Regions from separate parts of the Mus musculus genome. Here all the other regions are linked to region 3. A link is a contact called in public promoter capture Hi-C data. All regions are on one chromosome and are shown on one strand. The core of a region is the stretch at or near the end of the contact, and the rest is flanking DNA. Distances in the headings are between cores, read along the strand shown.

Region 1 (2,989 bases), core at 316-2,815, 4.4 Mb after region 3:
ACACATTTTTTTAAAACATCAAAGTAATCAGAAAGACCTGGGTCTATGTCTCTCTAGGGGAAGAGAGCTGCAGTTGTCATGGTGGCCCTGAGGAGAGGGCTCTGTGGGAGTCAGCTCAGTCTGCCCAGTCTTAGACCTAGTTGGTCTCCTTCCTCTCAAGCTAAGCAGACTGATACACTTAGTGCTCTGCTATAGTTGAGGTCGGCTTGAGGTGGGGTCTTTTTTTTTTTTTTTTTTGATTGCATTGATTTGATGTCTAGTACTCAGTAGAGAAACTCAGGAGTCAATCATGAATGATTTTAGGATTAAGAGGTAAGATGTGTCTCTGTGATTTGGGTCATTTTTGCTCTACTTGTAAAACATTCTAGGATTGGAATTTTAGTTATAACAATAGATCCTAAAATTTTCAGAGCGATTTCGTTTAAGCTGATCCTTTTGTTCCCACAAGTAATGCGTATGAAGACAACATGCTTTGATTTTTGGGTTAGGAGAATATGATCACTGTAATTTATAGCAGCAGAGAGGAGATTGGCTGGTAGGATGCTCCTCTCTAAGCTTGGCTTATTTCAAGTGCTAAACTGGGCATTTATAGAAGTTGAGAATCATGTATGGGCTGTGCCTAAATAATTCTGAGTCTGGAGTAGAGAAAACCGCCTCCATTTTAATGCCTTCTATGTATATTCTTGGCACTGTGCTAGGTGCTTTCCCTCCTGACAGCTGCTTGGTTAGAATTCTAGCCCAGATCCAACGGCTCTTTAAATTAAAATGACAGTGAAACCACATATGTATCTTGAGCTCAGTTCATTAATAGTTGTCACAGCTGCCACACCCTTTATAAGACCCTGACACCATGATTAGGATAATTAAATCTCTGGGCCTGGATCCTTTAGGTCATTGAGTTAGTAGGGGTGACAGCTGTTCTCTTTGCTTCTAGTTTGAGGATTACAATGCTCAGTTCGTTCAATGGGAGGTGCAAAGCGTCTGGGGCTGCTGCAATTCCCTAAAAGAAAGGGCAGAGAGAGACAAATAGGGAAGCTTGAAAGGGAGTGGGAACACGAAGACAATATAAAACAACAAAATCAAAACTGCCAGAGACATAGAGTGGGAAAACGGAAGCCTTTAAATTCAGGCAGAGGTCTACAAATGGGATCCTGATCGACACTGGCAAACCCCACAGAGGCTTCTCTTCCATTTCACCATTTCAGAAGTACTAGCTCTCCTCAATTCTCCTCCTCTTTGCCCTTTCTTTGAAAATCCAGGAGACTCTCCTTTTCCACGGAAGTCAGTGAAGGGGCCGAAGCCCTCAAGTGTGAGTAGTGAGTACCCCCGTCCTTCAGGCAGGGGTTTTTATTTCATGCCCTCTTAATGTCCCTTCGGTTCAAGGATACTGTCATGCTGGCTGTATTAGGGGGAGGGCCTGCGACGTCCATGCTACCATGGAAACACGCCGCCGTGTTCCTTTTCTTACGCTGGGGGCGGGCACTTCACCTCAGCCACCTATCATCCATAGGATTTCCTGAGTGGCAGACAACAGCAGCGAATGGGCGATCCGATATTGCGTGACGTGACGGGAAAAGGGGGAGCTCGCGGCCAGTGGCGGCGGTGGCGACAGTGGCGACCTGGGGATCGACCTGGAGGGGCCTGGGCAGCGTGCAGAAACCTCTAGATCCAGCGCGAGGCACCTCTCGCCGGGATGCCAGGTAGTGCTGCGAGCGGAGCCGAGCTAGCGGGCCGCAGAGGCCCGGGTGGCGGGCTTGAAGGGCTGGCCGCCTGGAGGGGGCGGGGTGGCAAGCATGGCGGCGGTGACGGGGACGGGGTTGGAGGGCCGGGGAGGGGGTGGGGAGGCAGCCGCCGCGGTGGTCCTGAGGCCGCATGAGGGCCGTGGGCTTCCCGCCCGCCGGGGTTGCGAAGAGGTCTTCCCGGGGCTCAGTGGCGTCAGAACGCGGGGAGAGTTGTGTGGGGGATGGAAAGGGGCGGGGAGAAGAGGTGAGGAAGGAAGCGTGTCTGAGGGAAGGTGAAGAGAAAGGAGGGAGGGAGGGGGAGATCGAAGGATCCAGAGGCGCGGTGGTAAATAACGGAGAAATGAGGGCTGGGGAGATGGCTGAGAAAGTGCTAAGAGCGATTGCAAATGTGGGCTACTGGGTAGCCCTAGAATGGTCCCTTTCTCGATCTCACACTTCCGCCCCTTTATTTAGTCTCAGATTGTGTGTGGAAAGCTCAATAGGGTTACTCTTCGAACTGATCTTTTGTTATTCCATTCCAGGGGAGCAGATGGACCCTACTGGAAGTCAATTGGATTCAGATTTCTCTCAGCAAGACACTCCTTGCCTGATAATAGAAGATTCTCAGCCTGAAAGCCAGGTTCTGGAAGAAGATGCAGGCTCTCACTTCAGCGTGCTATCTCGACACCTTCCTAATCTGCAGATGCACAAAGAGAACCCCGTGTTGGTGAGTGAGTGATGATGCCCTGTTCAAGTTATTATTTTTTTCTGACCCCCCTACACCAAACTAACCCAGAAAATTAACGTGTTTAGTTGATTGTTAGCTTTTGGATAAAGTTGGTGGGGAACGAAAAATGAAATCAACGTGTTCTCACCCACAGAAAGGTCCCTGTTGTACTACTTTGTGTACTGTGAGGATCTTATGTGCTCATGTTTTCTAGGATATTGTATCAAATCCGGAACAATCTGCTGTAGAACAAGGAGACAGTAATAGCTCATTCAATGAACATCTGAAAGAAAAGAAAGCTTCAGGTGAGCAGTTGAAGGCTTGGCTCTCTGCAGTGTTTAAGGTCCTGTGGGGGCAGAACGATTTAAACATGCAGTTGAGATTATGTGTAAGGAAGCCTAGTTTGTTATCTAGTGTTCAGTAAGCCTTTGGATACCCGTGATTAGTTTGGTGTTGCCTCCATTTCTCAATTTGTATTAAAATTTGATGGCAAATGTCTTCTGTGCTAATATCCACCTCCTTCTGTCTTTTTCAGATCCTG
Region 2 (3,193 bases), core at 530-3,029, 3.8 Mb after region 3:
TTAAAAATCTCATAGAACTTGAGTTCCATCCCCAGGACCTGCTTGGTAGAAGGAGAAATCTGACTGCTATCCTCTGACATCCACATGTGCATTAGGGTGAATACACACACAAATGAAATTCAATTTAAGGGTCGGCTCAGCAGCTAAAAGCACTTGCTGCCAAGACAGATAAACAGAAGTCAGCTCCACAGGATGGATGGAAAGAACTTGACTCCAGATCTCGGATCTCCACACATGTGTATGCACATGCACACACACACTAGATAAAGAAAGAAGAAATTTAATCTTAAAAGATTTAAGAGTGTAGAAAAGAAGTCATCTACTATAGTACCTATCTAGAAGTCTTCAGAATTCTGATATACCAACTGAAGTTGCCTAAGTTATAAACTGTCAATAAAATAGTGAAAACAGATCCTATTAAGTAGGACATGATCATAGTCCAGACTTAAGATTTTTAAATTTAAAATTTTGTATTTTCTATCTGCATTAAGCAGCAGCCCTAAGAGCTATTTAAGCACACACAATTTTATTTTCTTTCAAGAATTATAACGACAGACATAAGATTCTGTTCCTAAGAACTTATTTTTAGATTCTACCATTTCGGCTAATTTCATTAACAATTCAAATTGAGAAGATAATGGATTAACCGCACTCAAGTCACAAGTGTGGCTCATATACGGGTTCCTGACTCATCTATAACAACACTTTCAACACAAAATTCATTTTTTAAAAATCTACTTAGCAAAATACATCAATTTATAGAGATTTCTAAAAAGCCATACTGTTGACAAATACATGTTGAGCACCAGAAGGGAAGAAGGCCGCATTCTGAAATAAATTAATATTGATCAGTCTGCACAGGAGGTGGATGAGACAATGCCCATACATATACCTGGCAGCCTGTGTGCCGGGAACGAAGGCGGCCACACAGGCCAGATGATAACCACTGCCAGCTCAGCAGCTGAGCTTGGAGGAAAGGTGGTATCCACACATAGGCCACTCTAGAGAACCAGAACTTACAGTCTCTGCAAGCGAACAGAGAATGTGGCGCTGACACCGGGAAAGTCTGACAACAAACAGGGTTGCTGGGGGTCTGGGGAGCTTCCAGGGCTACCACGCTGACGGCATACAGCAATCGCCGGCGGGCGAATATTAATACCCCACCCAGAAGTGAAAAGAAAAAGTCTAGGAGGGCCGAGGAAAGGGCTCGACCTTACCTTGTCATCCTCGCATCTCTTCCCCAGGCCTTCCTTGGCCTGCAGCCGGCTGCTGAGGCGACCGTAATCGGCCTCCTTCTGGTCGATCTGCTTCTTATGCGTGTCCACCAAGAGCAAGAGGTCCGAATTGCGCTTCTCCAAGCGCCCGCGGGCCACCTCGGTGCGCTGGACCTGGCCCTGCAGCTCGGCCACCTCCTCCTGAAGCAGAACGTGGCGGGAGGAGATGCTCCAGTAGTTGAAGGCAAGGACGACGATGACTACCAGTAGCACCACCAGCACGAAGGACGGCAGGCGGCCGGCCCGCCGGTTGGCCCCGAAACCCACCATGAGGCCGGTGGCTCCGCCGCTGCCGCCGACACCTGCGGGCAGCGCCGGCCTGCTGTCTCAGCGGCCTCGGGACCCGGACCCCAAGGGACGGGCCGAGCCGCCAGAGCGCGGAGGGGGGCGGGGCGTCGCGGGTCCTCCCCGCCCCCTCTGCGCCCCCGCCGCGCCCCCTCCGAGAGTCGAAGGCCAGCGGGCTCCCGCCGCAGGGAAGCGGGAGAAGCCGGCGCTGGTACTCGCGACCCGATGCCTCAAGGCTGGGGGCGGGGACGCGAGCCGGAAGGGGGCGGGTTTCCTCGGTCCACGCCCACCGGCTGGGGCCGGGGCGCCCAGGGGGGCATTAGCTCGTTTCCGCCGACGCCCCCTCTTCTCGCGAGATAGTGGGCTTCTTCTCGTCCCCTTGCGGTCTTGTCTCGCGAGGGTTCTCTGGAGGCTGGGGCGCGGGGTCGGGGTCGCGCGGCGTACCTGGGTGGGTGTGCGTGGTGCTGTTACCTGGTGGTGTCCCCTGAGGCCAGGTTTAGGGAGGTCCTGCTATCAGCGGGCCCCTTGGCAGAGTGTCCTCTGTCAGGACCAATTCTGAGACTGCCACCAAGTAGGGAAGGCTCTAGGTAAGATGGGACCTGATGGGTGTCTAGCAAGGTTTTATGCTAGGTGTTGTTTGTGCCACCGAGGTGGAAAAAAACAAAAACAGTTGACATTAGCCCCCAGAATAGCGGTGCCCAGACAATACAGCAAGAGAAGCTAAGCTTGAGGATGCTCTGCGATTGAGATGTGTTAGCAGCCTGGTTTCCAAGGTTACTGCTGTCACGGACAGGAAGAATTCCAAAATGCGGTGCTCCTATTTTAAAACGCTCTGCTGCTTTTCCCTCGACTTAGCTGAGGAGAAAGCCCAGAAGCTGCCCTCGGTGAATGGCAGCTAATGCGCCGTTACTGACGGCTGACACATTCCGAATTAGCAATAGCAGCCCTTACAAGTTGTTTCTGCACGCCTAGTTTTACATCCCTCCTATCCCAACAACGCTTTACACAGGAGAAAGCCCGGAAACAAAGATGTGCGGAAACGTCAGAGTCCTGTATCTTCTGAACTGGGCTTAAAGCCAAGTAACAGAACTCGTAATACTGTTCCTCTCTCTGCTTTGTAGCAGGTGTTGTTCTACGTTTAGCGTCATGTTCAGTGCTACAGAGAATCCCCTGCTCGTTCCCTCTGCGTGCTGCTTGTGTAGTTGTTTAAACAAACAATAAAAAGTTACTGGTTTTCACCTGTGTAACCAGAGGATGGATTTGTAGTTATTTTTCAGACTCCGGGTCAAGAACACAAACTTAAGTGTTTATTCAAACCGGCCTATAGTTCTGAGACATGAAGATTTTACAACAGTGAAAAATTGTTCCATGTGTCCTGTGCATTTCAAAAATAAAGTTCATCTGCTTCCAAAAAAAAAAAAATACCTTCACAGAAGGATGTTTCTCTTTTTTATACTATACAAACAACAACAACGACATAAACGTACCAGAATTTACTAGCTGGTTTACATCAAAGTTGAAGATTAACTCTCTTCAATTACAGCATTTGGGGTGTTGAGGCAGAAGCTGGAAGCCAGCGTGTGCTGCATACAAAATTCTTGTCTTCAAAAGTTGAGCTCTGACTTCAGGAGCTC
Region 3 (3,022 bases), core at 144-2,643:
GCACTATTGCATCGTAGACCTCAGCATGGGGCACTGGACATATCTTTCTCATTAGCCGATACTTGGATCACCTTCGACAAGTGCCATTTCCCCGAAGGCCTTTCATTAGTCTTTTCTTGACCAACATCTTCATTTGCCCATTCCTTCATTTATTCACTAATGAGTTAACACAGTTGTTTTGAGTGCCTAGCATGGGCCATGAAACATGAAGACAAATGCTCAAGTGAATACCCCCAAGACGTTCATATTGTTCTACCAGTGAAGCAGACACACGGTAACAGATCGTAGTAGAAGAGAAATCCATCTTCTCTTGGGGTCGGTATGCACCCTGTGTACAGTGGTAGGGAGATCCAGTTCCACTGAGTGACGTCATGTGTTTCGAGGGCTGAGTGGGTGAGAGGTGGGGCAATTGACTCGAAAAGCAGCCCAGGAGATGGGGTGGGAGGAGGGGAAACAGGAGCCATCCCAGAACTATTGGTAGTGCAGCCTTGTGACTTGGTTCTGTTTCTCTCACTCAAGCTCTTATTCTGTATCAGACCCCTAGCTGAGGGTCAATGTCAGCCGTACAAGGATAGGATGCAGGTGGCAGACTTAGCAAACAGCCAGATTTGGAAGAGCCTTGGACAAGTATCTTACTCCACACGGTACACAGGGGAAAGATTTAAAAAGATGTGGGCATCCAAGTCACCAAGTTCTTGGCATGCACTAGAGCCCTTCTTACCAAAGAAGCCAGAGACAGCAACTGTTCCAGAACTCAGGTCTCGAACATGCCAGGTCCAGCCACCCTCAACAAGCCAATCAAGAGACACACATTAAAATTGAACAGCCAAAGTGATATTTATCCATTGTGTTTGCGATCTCCAAGTTCGATGATATAATGGGATTTAACGACAGGCTAACATCTAAGAACATTCGCGGAAATTCGAGTTTTAGGGAGGAGGCACCTGGGAGCTCCTCCAGTTTTATCAGTAAAGAAACACAAATCTTAACCAGCCAAGTCTGAAGATGATGCCAAATTTAACAACGACCAGGGCTGGCAGTGGCACTTCAGAGAGCAAAAAGGGCCATTGGATGAAACTTAGACGTGTAAGGGGAAAAAAAGGAATGTCCTAGCTAACCTCTGGGAGGGCAAACAGTCCGCCGTATCTAAGCAACCGTAGTCCTCTAGGAGGCTTTTGTGATTGGCTCACTATTTCCCCAATGGAGGCTCCGGGAAGCTTCCCGCCGCCACTGGCGCCCTCTTCGAACAGCCGCGCTCTTGCAACTGCGGGCGACTTCTCAACCGACCTTGTGGGAGGCGGGTTTTCCGCCCCATAGCTCCGCCCAGCCGTCAGGCCCATCGAGCAGCGGCGGCGATTGGAGGAGGCGGCTGCTCGTCGAGTGGCGGGGTTCGCGGGCTAGGGTGTAACCGGGAAGGTGCTCGCGGCTGGAAGTCAGGGCAGCGGGTTGCGGGTTGCGGGAGGTGACTGCGGTCTCCCGGCCAGGCTGGCGGCTGCGGGATCGGGACCCGCGTTCGAGTCTCCTACACCGGGGCTGTGCTTGCTGGCTCCCTTCTCGATCTTCAGCCTGGGCGTCCCATCGGCAGACCTGTGCGCGCCCGTGGTTCTTGGACCCCGGGCCCAGTTCTTTGGTAAGGGCGCTGCGTGAGTACACCCAGTCGAGGGGGCTTCCTGTATTTTGGGGTTACTGTCTTCTGCTCACCTTGGTTTTCCATGCTGCTATCGGTACTACCGAGCTCAAGAGATTGTCATTGCCCCCTCCCTCCGTACTCTTTGTAGTAGGAACAGGATTTGGAAAGTGTCTAAAATAGACTGTTGCGTTCTGGCTGTTTCCACCCTGTAAGAGAAGTTAGTGTGTAAGCTAGTGCGTGCAGTTTTCTAACTCCCAGGGCAATTACATTTAGTCCATCTTGTAGTCATGCATTTTTCAGTGTGATTTAAGCTGAATTTCACTTCGTAGCTTCACAATTCTTGATTGTTTGCATGTAAATAAAGGCTGAAGTTTGAAGCCACAAGCAAAGGATATAAGCCATGCGCTCTGGAAGTGGCCAGAATGCACTTTGGATGGAGCAGGCATCTAGAGGAGGGCGGAGTCCTTATCCGGGAGTTGTAAGGTTTCCCACACCTATGATGTTTTCACCGTTTCATTACTAAAGAAACGGAAGCAGTTACGATTGCACAGCTGCCAGAGCTGAGGATCTTCAGTTCTTAATTGCTTACAGCCATATTACATCCTTTGGGATGCAAACAAACAAACAAACAAACAATTTGGAATGTAAACAAATAAAAAGAGATCTGCCTAAAGACCCTATCTACTCCGGTGGGAGTAGATAATAGTTTCAGCAGTTAAGAGATTGTCAATGCTCTTGCAAGAGGCTGTGAGTTCATTTCTTGCACCCAAATTGTATAGGTCACAACTACGTGTGACTCCGGCTCCAGGGGAATCCTAAGGCCTGTGACCCAATGGATATATTCACTCATAATGATGATGATGATGATAAATATTTTTGGAAAGGAAAATATACACTAAAGTTTGCTCACAAAACAAGTAAATATTTTTCCCTCTATGTGAGGGGGTGGAAGGGGGTGACCAAAAACTACCAGGGACAGTGCTGACAAGTATTGTCAGACAAGTATTGACAAGCTGGGTCAGAGGTGTAAGAGAAGACAGCTGTGCTTCTTGTATTCTTGTAGTGGGGTTAGGAAAAGTTTCCCGGCTAGAGTGAGACTATTAACCAGGGAGCTGTATTTTAGGGAGCACACTGCCCACGTTGATCCCTTGGTTTATGTTTTAAGTGGTCAGCTCTCTGGTCAAGCATAGGAGTAGGCCACTGTTCCTACTAATGGCATAATTTTGCCATATTCACCAAGATACAGTTTTACTATGGCAAATGCACATTGCTATCGATTGTTTTCATGATGATCTGTCAGCACACATCTCACCAGCAATTTATTTATTAAAGCCACAAAAAAACATAGAGTTGTGGCCATTTTCAATGTAGTAGTTGAAGGTAGCACGGTGC
Region 4 (2,976 bases), core at 384-2,883, 4.5 Mb after region 3:
CCTGGCATTCCCCTGTACTGGGGCATATAAAATTTGCAAGTCCAATGGGCCTCTCTTTCCAGTGATGGCCGATTAGGCCATCTTTTGATACATATGAAGCTAAGAGTCAAGAGCTCCGGGGTACTGGTTAGTTCATAATGTTGTTCTACCTATAGGGTTGCAGATCCCTTTAGCTCCTTGGGTACAGTTATCAAATTTGAACACTTCTTGTTGACAGAGTTTTAGAAAAGTTCTAGGTTTAAGATCAGTGAAATGGCTCAGAGAGTCAGGCATTTGCTACACAAACCTGAAGACCTGAGTTAAATCCCTGAAACCTACACAAATGTGGGAAGAGAGAAGTGACTCCATAAAGTTGACCTCTTCATACACTCTGTGACATATATGCCCACACTCATACAACATAGACACATACTCTAGTTTTAAAAAAAAAAATTCTAGTTTAGGCTTAATTACTGTGAAAAAGTCAACTCCACCTTGAAGTCACTGATACCATTTTACACAACACACTTAGACACATTTGTAGTTGTCATTCTTTTCTTTGCCTTTCTCTGCCCTCTGTTCCCTTCTTTTCTTGCTTTCTTTTTTGAGAGAAGGTTCCACAGTGAAGCCCAGGCTGGACTTGAATCACACCAATAATCCTGCTTCAACTTCCCAAAGGCTGGGATTACAGGCACAAACACTACGCCTGGCTATTAAACTCAGTGTTGCCAATTTAGTTTCGGCAAAATATTGAGTATCACGCTATATCTGGGCTTCTCACGGGGGTTGGGGGAGATAAAGGAACAGAGGGGGAGAGGAAGAGAAAACAACTAACGGGTACATTCCTGTTATACTCTTCTAATTACAGGAAAAACCCCCTCTCAAGTTCTTCACCTGGTACAGAAATTTTCGAAGAAAGGAGGGAAACACCATATGTTTACAAATTCATTTTTTTCATCCAACACAATTTACTGAGTATTGTGTCTTGAGCGCTTTGTATACATTTCCACTACTTTCAAAATTCAATTTGAATCAATGCAAGAGTTCCCTATCCCTCCCCCTTTTCCCTCAAATAACTATCATCTAATTCCAGCTACACATTTAGGGATTCAGTTTAACAACAAATTCATATGCAGTGAAAAGAAGTGTGGTTCTATCCACTCCTAGTGGTTCTCTAGCAGGAGTCGCGGGACCGCAGGGCCCCCATAGCCGGAGCTCCGTAGGGTTGGCCCTCGGTTTCTCCCCGCTCGCGGGCGCCGGTCGGTTGGAGTTCCCCGGGTCCCGCCCCTTCGCTGCGGCTCAGCTGCACCCGCCGCGCGGCAAGCGACTCGTCTCTGACCCCCTGCATACCTGCAGGCCACTCCGCTTGTTCCAGGTGAAAATGGACCCTGGGTACCCACTCAGGGCCAAGAGCAGTTCGTGAATCATTTCTAGGGCGGCTCGGGAGTCCCTAGATCTACCACCTCCTCTTTTCAGCGCCTCTCCGGGCGACCCCTCACACCCAGCGGAATCTCTTGCCCTGAATCCCCGCAGTCCACCGGGAGAGGAGATGCCACAGAGCCGCGCGCCGCATCCCGGAAGTGCGCGCGGCCCAGGCGCCCACCGCCTCGCTCCCGCCGCGGAGCCGCGAGGAGGCGCCGGTGCCGTCGCGCATGCGTCCTGGGCTCCAGGAGAAGCCCGCTCGGACTTCCGGCTTGAGAGCGGGACTGAGGCTAGCCCAGGAGGGGAAGGGATGAGAGTGAGTTGAGAAGCTGGTTGAGAGAGACGCGGCCTGGGGTGGGCCGGCGGGAGTCCTCAGGACGCCTTGGCAGGGTCTGTGGCATTTTGACCGACTGCCGACGTCTCCCAGAGTGACCCGGCCGGAGGGAAGAAAACAAAGCTGGAACTTGGCAGCCGCCGCTGTGGAGCTGTGCTCGAAGCCCACGGACTCGCAGCACCGGCCCGCATCGGCCTCGTTCTCAGGAGACCCACCACTGCCGCCCCTCGAGCTTCCTCGCTTCACCAACTCCTGTAACTCTCCCCTAGTCCACCTCAATTTAGAAGCCCAAGTCGGCTCCCCCGGTGCGCGACCTTCCCCATCTGTCGCCCCGGAACTCTTGCCGAGTTCTTACTTCGTTCGGGAGGCGCGAGCAAGAGACCCAGTGTTCGGCACTTGACTTTGGTTCGGGGTGGAAATTTGTAGTTTGGTGTTCAAGGGGCGGGGCAGACACCAGGAGCTTCTGGAAGGACGGCGGTGGTTCTAGGGGAGAATAGCCGGCGCTCGCTGGACAGAGGCTTTTTGTTGTCGTTCGCCAAACGTTTTGACCGATTTGATCTGGGGCGCTAATGATTTACCTGAGGTGGGAGCGAAGCGGACAGATTTTTCTTTTCTCTGCAACTTCCTGGGGATACTCTAAACGTCACCTAGAAATGCAGTTTTTAAAAGGTCATTTTCACCTTGCCTATTGATTTGCTGTCCTGAAAAGGTACTGCCTCAGAAGGCCACTTCGAGCATATTGAAAGTCAGGCCGGCTCTGACAAGGTTTTAAACATGTAAAGATACTCTCCTCAGATAGCGCCATTTCTCTCTACTCTAGGATAAAACTCCTTTTTACAGAGAGACTCATCTGCAGGTGTTTCTCCAAGGGCATGCAAAGATAGTGTAATAAGTCCTAGAACCCAGACAGTGAGGAGAGAAACGGCTTTCTGCTGTGAAAGATGGCCAAACCCACTCGGAGAGGAAATGGCACAAGCTCTGAAAGCTTACGACAGCGCTTCAGAAGATTCCATTACCAGGAGGTGGCTGGGCCCCGGGAGGCTTTCAGCCAACTATGGGAACTTTGCTGTCGGTGGCTAAGGCCGGAGGTGCGGACCAAGGAGCAGATTGTAGAATTGTTGGTGCTAGAGCAATTCCTGACTGTGCTACCTGTGGAGATCCAGAACTGGGTACAGAAGCAATGTCCAGAAAATGGAGAGGAGGCGGTGACACTGGTGGAAGATTTAGAAAGAGAGTCTGGA
Region 5 (3,032 bases), core at 4-2,503, 3.3 Mb after region 3:
TTGGGAAAGCTTGAGCAACAGGATTGCCATGAGTCTGAGCGGAGGCCTGACTGCAAGGTGACTACAGAGCAAGGGCTGTGCTCAGATCGCTCATCACCCTTAATTTGCATGACAACAACCCCTATCACCCTTTCTAAGATAGGACAAGGGCGTGGTCTTGGCCCAGGAGTTGGCAGTCCATTGCCTTTCCCATCCCCTCCCATTGGGTGAGTGAGGAGACCTTCTCCTGTGGGTTAGCTACAATATCCTCAGGAACCTGTCATCTCTATGCTCACCGTTGCATCAGTAGTTAGTATTTTAAACTGTATATTCTGGAATGTAAACCTCTTAGTTTCTCTATTATACCCCATGAAGTGAGGGGAGAAGGAGGGGAGAGGGAGGGGAGGAGGGAGGGGGAGGAAGGGGGAGGAGGGAGAGGGAGAGATGCTGGCCTTCAGGGCTACAATACTTCTGGTGAACCTGCTTCCTTTCTAAGACAAAATTCCAGGCTCTTAGGCATCATCATCGGAGCCCTGAGAAGGTAAGGGGCTGGTGATTGACAACATTAGACCTGTTTCTCGCTTGATTTATTGATCTGTCTGTTTCTATTCTGTCACAGACAGATTGACAAACCCAGGGTGGAGCTTGAGGGATTTCCACAAGAAAGCAGGGCAGCTGTGAGGGCTGCGTGGGCCTGCTGGGGGCCGGTGTAAGCGTGGATGGGGATTGTTTGTGCGAGGGTTGTAAGCATTTGAAGCTGGCGGTTGGGTGTGGAAACATCGGAGCAATGGGTGTCTCTGGAGAACTGATTGCATGCCACGTGAGAAGTTTGCCTGGATAGAAAGGCAACCTAGGTTTGGGTGTGAGTTAAGGGATAGGAAGAGGTAGGCGGTACTCCCAAGGTGAGGGCAGTAATAGGCGCATCTGAAGAGCAGCGTCTTCGAAAATGTTTGGGTCTTTGGGTTTGGGGGAAAGGAATCAGGATGAGCAGGATGTGCCTGGGGACTCATCTTCCCGCGTCTGACACAAACTGGGAGGTGCAAAGAGCAGATGGGACTAGAGAGCGCCCCACAGGAGCACGGGTAACGACATGTGGAGGACTCACCCTCGGCGCAGTTGCTTCCCGCATCCCATCTACTCCTCTCAGAGTCCTCGGGTCCCCGTTAGGCAGCGGGCTCCTCCCCTCGTGTCACTGACGACGAGCCCCGCCCCTCCCGCCGGCGCAGCTCCGCCCCCTCTCGCCCCGCCCCCGCCGCCCGCGGTCTGCTCGCTCAGTTGGGAGGGCCCCATGCTACTGAGCGGAGCTCCTCCTACGGGCTCCGGCCCGGGGCCGAGGGCGCAGGGCAGCGCGGGGGGCGGCCCTGGGGGATCCCGCCGCGGGGCTGGGGGTGCGGGGACCGGCCCGGGAGGGGGCGGCAGCGGTGGAGTCGCAAAGTGGCTGCGGGAGCACCTGGGCTTTCGCGGGGGCGGCGGTGGAGGGGGCGCCAAACCCGCCCCCCCAGAGCCCGACTACCGCCCCCCAGCTCCCTGCCCGGCCGCGCCCCCTGCGCCGCCCCCGGACATCCTGGCCGCCTACCGGCTGCAGCGAGACCGCGACTTCGAGGACCCCTACTCCGGGGGCCCGTCCGCGTCCGCCGCCCTTTCCACCCCTGCGGTCCCTGGCCCCACTCCGCCCCCGCGCCACGGCTCACCCCCGCACCGCCTCATTCGGGTCGAGACCCCCGGCCCCCCAGCACCCCCTCCGGACTCCGGACCCCCTGCCAGCAGCGACAGGGTGAGTGCTGCGCCGGGCGTGGGTGTCCAGGAGGGGTGGTGGTCTGAGGTCTGGAGATTTAGGGAGGGACAAAGGTGGCTTGGCTGGGACTCAGCCTTTCGCAGTCAGTATTTCTAGTTGACATAAGCTTAGTCCCTGACACGGGGGCTCAAATTTTAACCCCTTTGTTAGCTTCTCCACCGACTAATCTGAGTCCCCAAACTCTGCCCTGTTTCCTGTTAGGGCCCGAGGACTAGGGACGACCTCCCTCAATGGCTCTGTCCTCAGCTTTGCAACCCGTCCAACCCTGATCCTGGAACCTTTTTTCTAACGGGCATGGAGAAGCACCCCTCCCTTCCCTTTGCCGGTTTATGGCCTTTGTGCCCTCTCCGGAGCAGCAGCTCCTCTGCCCTTTGATCTCTTGACTCTTCCCTCCACAAAGCTTTTCTCTCCCCCTCCTCTTCCCCTTCTCCTTCCTCCCACCTCCCACCCGGTCCTGGAGTCCAGGCATCTTTGCAGGTCTGAAGCCCAGAAAGGGGCTGAAAACTAAGATTCTTCCGTGAACACAGCGAGCGCTGGCCTTTGCCTTTCCCAGTGGGATTAGGGGGGGGGGGGGACTGTTGTACTCCGGATGCCAAGATGGGCAATGTCCAGCTCTTCCTGAAGAAATTCACCCCTGGGGTACAGGCGCACTCCTTCCAGTGTTCCCCCAAGTATGAGGACACTCGGTGGTCAGGACCTGTTGCCCAGTTAAGGCCGAGTGATGGGGTTCATTCATTATCTCCTCTCTCTAGGCTTTCCTCTTTCTCAGTCCATTCTGAGAGAGACTGGATCTGCAGGCCCTGGAGGAAGACTCCCAATAGTTTGTCTCTCAGGACATCTACCTTCCTTCTTAATTCCAGTTTTATCCTGTCCTGGATGATAAACAGCTGAAAGCCATCCTTAGTCTCCCTGAATGGGAGGTAGGAGCTACCCCAGCTCTGTTGCCTTCCTCATGTCTGAGAACTCATTCCTCCAGGGCTTGCTCATCTCTCCTCAGTAGAGATCTTTATCTGATTAGAGAGCAGTTAATGTCTGAATCCTCAGGTTTCAGAATTGGGCTTTTTCCGCCAAAAGATTGCTGTCCTGGTAGGCTTGCTGGATAAGAGGTGTGTTGGGGTCAGAACAAGAGCCCCAGATGTGTGAATCATTTCCCCCATGGTTCTTGCCATAGAGCATGGCTGACCATGCCGGCTCATCATGCTTAAGCTGAAGAGGGAGGTCCAAGGGCACTTCTCCCAGGCTGCCTGCAGTCTCCTTC
Region 6 (2,969 bases), core at 239-2,738, 3.2 Mb before region 3:
GAAACCGGCTTAACTGCATTCACTAAAAAAGCAGCAGGAAACCATAAAGTGTGCTTCAACAAACATTGCTTTTTATTGATGAGAAATACAGCCATAGAGATGGGCAGGCCCTATCGTGGTAAGTATACAAAGACATGTTTCATTCTCTCTGTTCTAAAAGATACATTTCTGACAACTTGATATAAGAAAAAAATAATCATCCTGCTTTTTGCAAAAAAAGGCTGCTGACACTACCAGCCTGAGCTACACAGGAAATAAACTCAGCCTGAACAAAGCATATGACAGCTAAAAAAAAAAAAAAAAAAAAAAAAAAATACTGGGCACCTACTCAGAAGAATCTCAAACGCAATGAATACACTGAGCCGGGCCACAGAATGAAGCCTACACTTGAGCCTCTGCAGTTTTGTGTTTGGAAGTATGTGCACCTTCTGATACTACTTTTGGTTGAAGGAATATAAATATAAATGTCACCTTTAGAACTTAGACGCTGTTTCCACACATCCCAAGCAGATCTGGGCGAGTCATCTGACTCTGGACTCAAGACAAGGCCGCTTCCCGATATCCTGTCTCTTTTGCAAGACTTTGCACAATTTGGTCTCTGCCTTCTTCCCACATCATCTCTTAACCATACAGGACGTCAAGTTCTCTAACGGCCTGCCCAGTTACGGAAGTTTTCATCCATCAGACTCGCCCTTTAAACACTCTTAAGCAAACACCCTGTTCCACAGACACGCGCAGAAGTCATGAACACTAAGGAATATACAGAAACTCAAGAAAAATAAGAGAGGCGAGGTGACTTTATGCACGACTGTAGAGCACACTCAATTTATGCTCTAACAGAAAGGCTAGACAAACCTTGTGGCCTTGTGGATGTGGCCCCAGTAGTAGTAACCTAGCCGAAGTATTCGGTCCCAGCGATGCCGCTGGGAATGCAGAGATTGGGGCTCTGAACTGAAGAAACAAAAGCAAGATCTAGAGACACCGTGTCAGGACAGTGAGAGGCGGGTGGAGAGCCTCGCGAGCAGCAACAACATTTGGAAAGGGAAGCCGTCTTAGGAAAGCACAGTGGGACCGCTCTTCCCAGAAGCCTAGGCAGAGGAGGGGGACGCTCCCTTCCCAGAGCCCACTCTAGACAAAAGGCTCAAGAAGCGCGTCAGAGGACCCACCGCTGGTCCCAGAGAGCCCTAGTGAATGTGCCCAAGGCCAGACTGGTCCGCAGGCGGAGCTATCCAGCCAGGGCCCTGGAGCCTAAGAAGCGCCACGCCTCAGTCCCTACAGAGCACTTACGTCATTGACCGTCCTCGTCCAAAGCCCGAGCTCGGGGACTGCGTCCACAGCCGCCGGGACCCAGCACAGGAGACACAGGGCAACTCGCAGCAGCTGGGCCCCGGCGGGCCGGCGGCAGAGGAGGCTGGGAAGGAGGCCAGCCTCAGACCGACAGGCGGCAGCCATCTTGACGCGGACGCCGCACCTGCGCTCCCGGAACCCGGCCACGCCCCGGGGCCGCACCTGGCTCAGCTCCGCCCCTGAAGGGGCGTGCCCACGAGGGGAACGAGAGCACGGGCGTGAATGCGGAGGGGGTCTTGGGCTGAAGCGGATAGGCGCTGTTAGAGGAAATAGGCTCAAACCTGGAGCAGGGCTTCAGGGCCAGGCCTGGAAGGAACCGAGGAAGTGTGGAGGGAAGGGAAGAGAGTCCAGAGGGAAACCCGCCCACGGAGGGGGCGGGGCCTGGGAGGTGGGGCCGGGTGGAGGCGGGGCTGAGAAGGTGGGGCCGGGAGTGGAGGCGGGGCCAAGACCTTAATTGGGGCGGGACTATGGGCACGGGGCGTGGTAGGGAGGCGGGGCCTTCCCGGGAGAAGGGAAGGCGGAACCAAAGTGTGGAGGCGGGACTACAAGATTAAAAGGGCCGAACCTGGGCGGAACTAGAAGCTGCTTTAAGGGGAAGGTTGTGTGTAGAAAGATGGAGGCGGGGAAAAGAACAGGGAGAGGAGGGGGAGGAAAAAGAGGCAGGGCCTTAAGGGAAACTAGAAAGGAAAGACCTGGCTGCAACGCAGTTGAAAGGTCAGCTTGCAGAGCAGGGCCCCGAGGATAATGGGGCACTCTAATGACAAGTTGCAGAAATGAAGATCCTAGTACTTGGGAGGTGGAGGTAGGAGGATCGTGGGAATTCAAAGACAGCCTATAGCCACATAGCAAGCGTGAGACCAGCGTGAGCTGCACAAGCTTGTCTAAAAGCAAAACAAAATACTTGTCAACTAAGGGGAAAAAATTGTTTCGAGAGCAATAGTCAGGTCTCACCAGTAGGTGGCACTAGGAAATTGATGTTTTATATGAATTTGAATCTTTCCTGAAGGTGTTTTTTTAGTCCCGATTAGATTCAGTAGGAGTTACTGTTTATACCTCTAATTTCCTTATTTTAAAATAGTTAACTATTTTTCAAGCACATTTAAGTTCACAGTAAAATCGAGAGGAATGGATCTCTAGAAAGTTCTAATATCGCCCTGGTCACCAGCTTCCTCTGCTAGCAACATTCCACACTACAAGGAGTACCTTTAATAGAGACCATTAAACCAGTAATCAATTCAGAACTGTATCTTACGGCTCATTAAATATCTCACAGAGGTATCGATCTCCGAGTAATAGACTAAACAGGGAGTTTACCTTATTGAAGAGCAAATGGAATATTGAGATGGTCCTGAGGTTAAAGGCACTTGCTGCCAAAGCTGACTACCCACAAGGTCCCAGAAACAGACTCTGGAATGTTGTTCTTTAACCCCCAAATACTTCCCACTCAATACATAAGTAAAATGTAATTAACATTTTAAAAGAGTAATTATGGGCTGGCGAGATGGCTTAGTGGTTAAGAGCACCCGACTGCTCTTCTGAAGGTCCAGAGTTCAAATCCCAGCAACCACATGGTGGCTCACAACCATCCATAATGAGATCTGACGCCCTCTTCTGGAGTGTCT

The links. Promoter capture Hi-C pulls out the DNA fragments that hold promoters and counts their contacts.
Region 1: a promoter capture Hi-C map of pre-B cells shows a contact between it and region 3, with 3 times the contacts expected there. The contact joins the promoter of Trp53bp1 here to the promoter of Cep152 in region 3. A contact is called at or near these places in 2 of 39 promoter capture datasets (cranial neural crest and pre-B cells).
Region 2: a promoter capture Hi-C map of pre-B cells shows a contact between it and region 3, with 2.8 times the contacts expected there. The contact joins the promoter of Golm2 here to the promoter of Cep152 in region 3. A contact is called at or near these places in 2 of 39 promoter capture datasets (cranial neural crest and pre-B cells).
Region 4: a promoter capture Hi-C map of second pharyngeal arch cranial neural crest shows a contact between it and region 3. The contact joins the promoter of Tubgcp4 here to the promoter of Cep152 in region 3. A contact is called at or near these places in 2 of 39 promoter capture datasets (pre-B cells and second pharyngeal arch cranial neural crest).
Region 5: a promoter capture Hi-C map of pre-B cells shows a contact between it and region 3. The contact joins the promoter of Shf here to the promoter of Cep152 in region 3. A contact is called at or near these places in 2 of 39 promoter capture datasets (cranial neural crest and pre-B cells) and 1 of 484 Hi-C or Micro-C datasets (liver).
Region 6: a contact with region 3 is called in a promoter capture Hi-C map of pre-B cells, with 2.8 times the contacts expected there. The contact joins the promoter of Tmem87b here to the promoter of Cep152 in region 3. A contact is called at or near these places in 1 of 39 promoter capture datasets (pre-B cells) and 1 of 484 Hi-C or Micro-C datasets (regulatory T cells).

What each region holds. Positions count from the first base shown.
Region 1 is chr2:121,269,983-121,272,971 of GRCm38.p6, reverse strand. Trp53bp1 (transformation related protein 53 binding protein 1) reads left to right here and starts at 1,565. Exons shown (of 28, transcript NM_013735.4): 1 at 1,565-1,700; 2 at 2,264-2,448; 3 at 2,663-2,753; 4 at 2,984-2,989. The coding sequence starts at 1,694.
Region 2 is chr2:121,865,556-121,868,748 of GRCm38.p6, reverse strand. It overlaps Golm2 (golgi membrane protein 2), which reads right to left and starts at 1,779. Exons shown (of 10, transcript NM_001205369.1): 1 at 1,218-1,779. The coding sequence starts at 1,544.
Region 3 is chr2:125,623,484-125,626,505 of GRCm38.p6, reverse strand. Cep152 (centrosomal protein 152) reads left to right here and starts at 1,393. Exons shown (of 28, transcript NM_001081091.1): 1 at 1,393-1,630.
Region 4 is chr2:121,169,825-121,172,800 of GRCm38.p6, reverse strand. It overlaps Tubgcp4 (tubulin, gamma complex associated protein 4), which reads right to left and starts at 1,633. Exons shown (of 18, transcript NM_153387.3): 1 at 1,330-1,633. The coding sequence starts at 1,407. It overlaps Zscan29 (zinc finger SCAN domains 29), which reads left to right and starts at 1,676. Exons shown (of 5, transcript NM_001290819.1): 1 at 1,676-2,976. The coding sequence starts at 2,677.
Region 5 is chr2:122,367,368-122,370,399 of GRCm38.p6, reverse strand. Shf (Src homology 2 domain containing F) reads left to right here and starts at 1,253. Exons shown (of 7, transcript NM_001374011.1): 1 at 1,253-1,753. The coding sequence starts at 1,268.
Region 6 is chr2:128,816,822-128,819,790 of GRCm38.p6, reverse strand. Tmem87b (transmembrane protein 87B) reads right to left here and starts at 1,488. Exons shown (of 19, transcript NM_001355629.1): 1 at 1,288-1,488. The coding sequence starts at 1,452.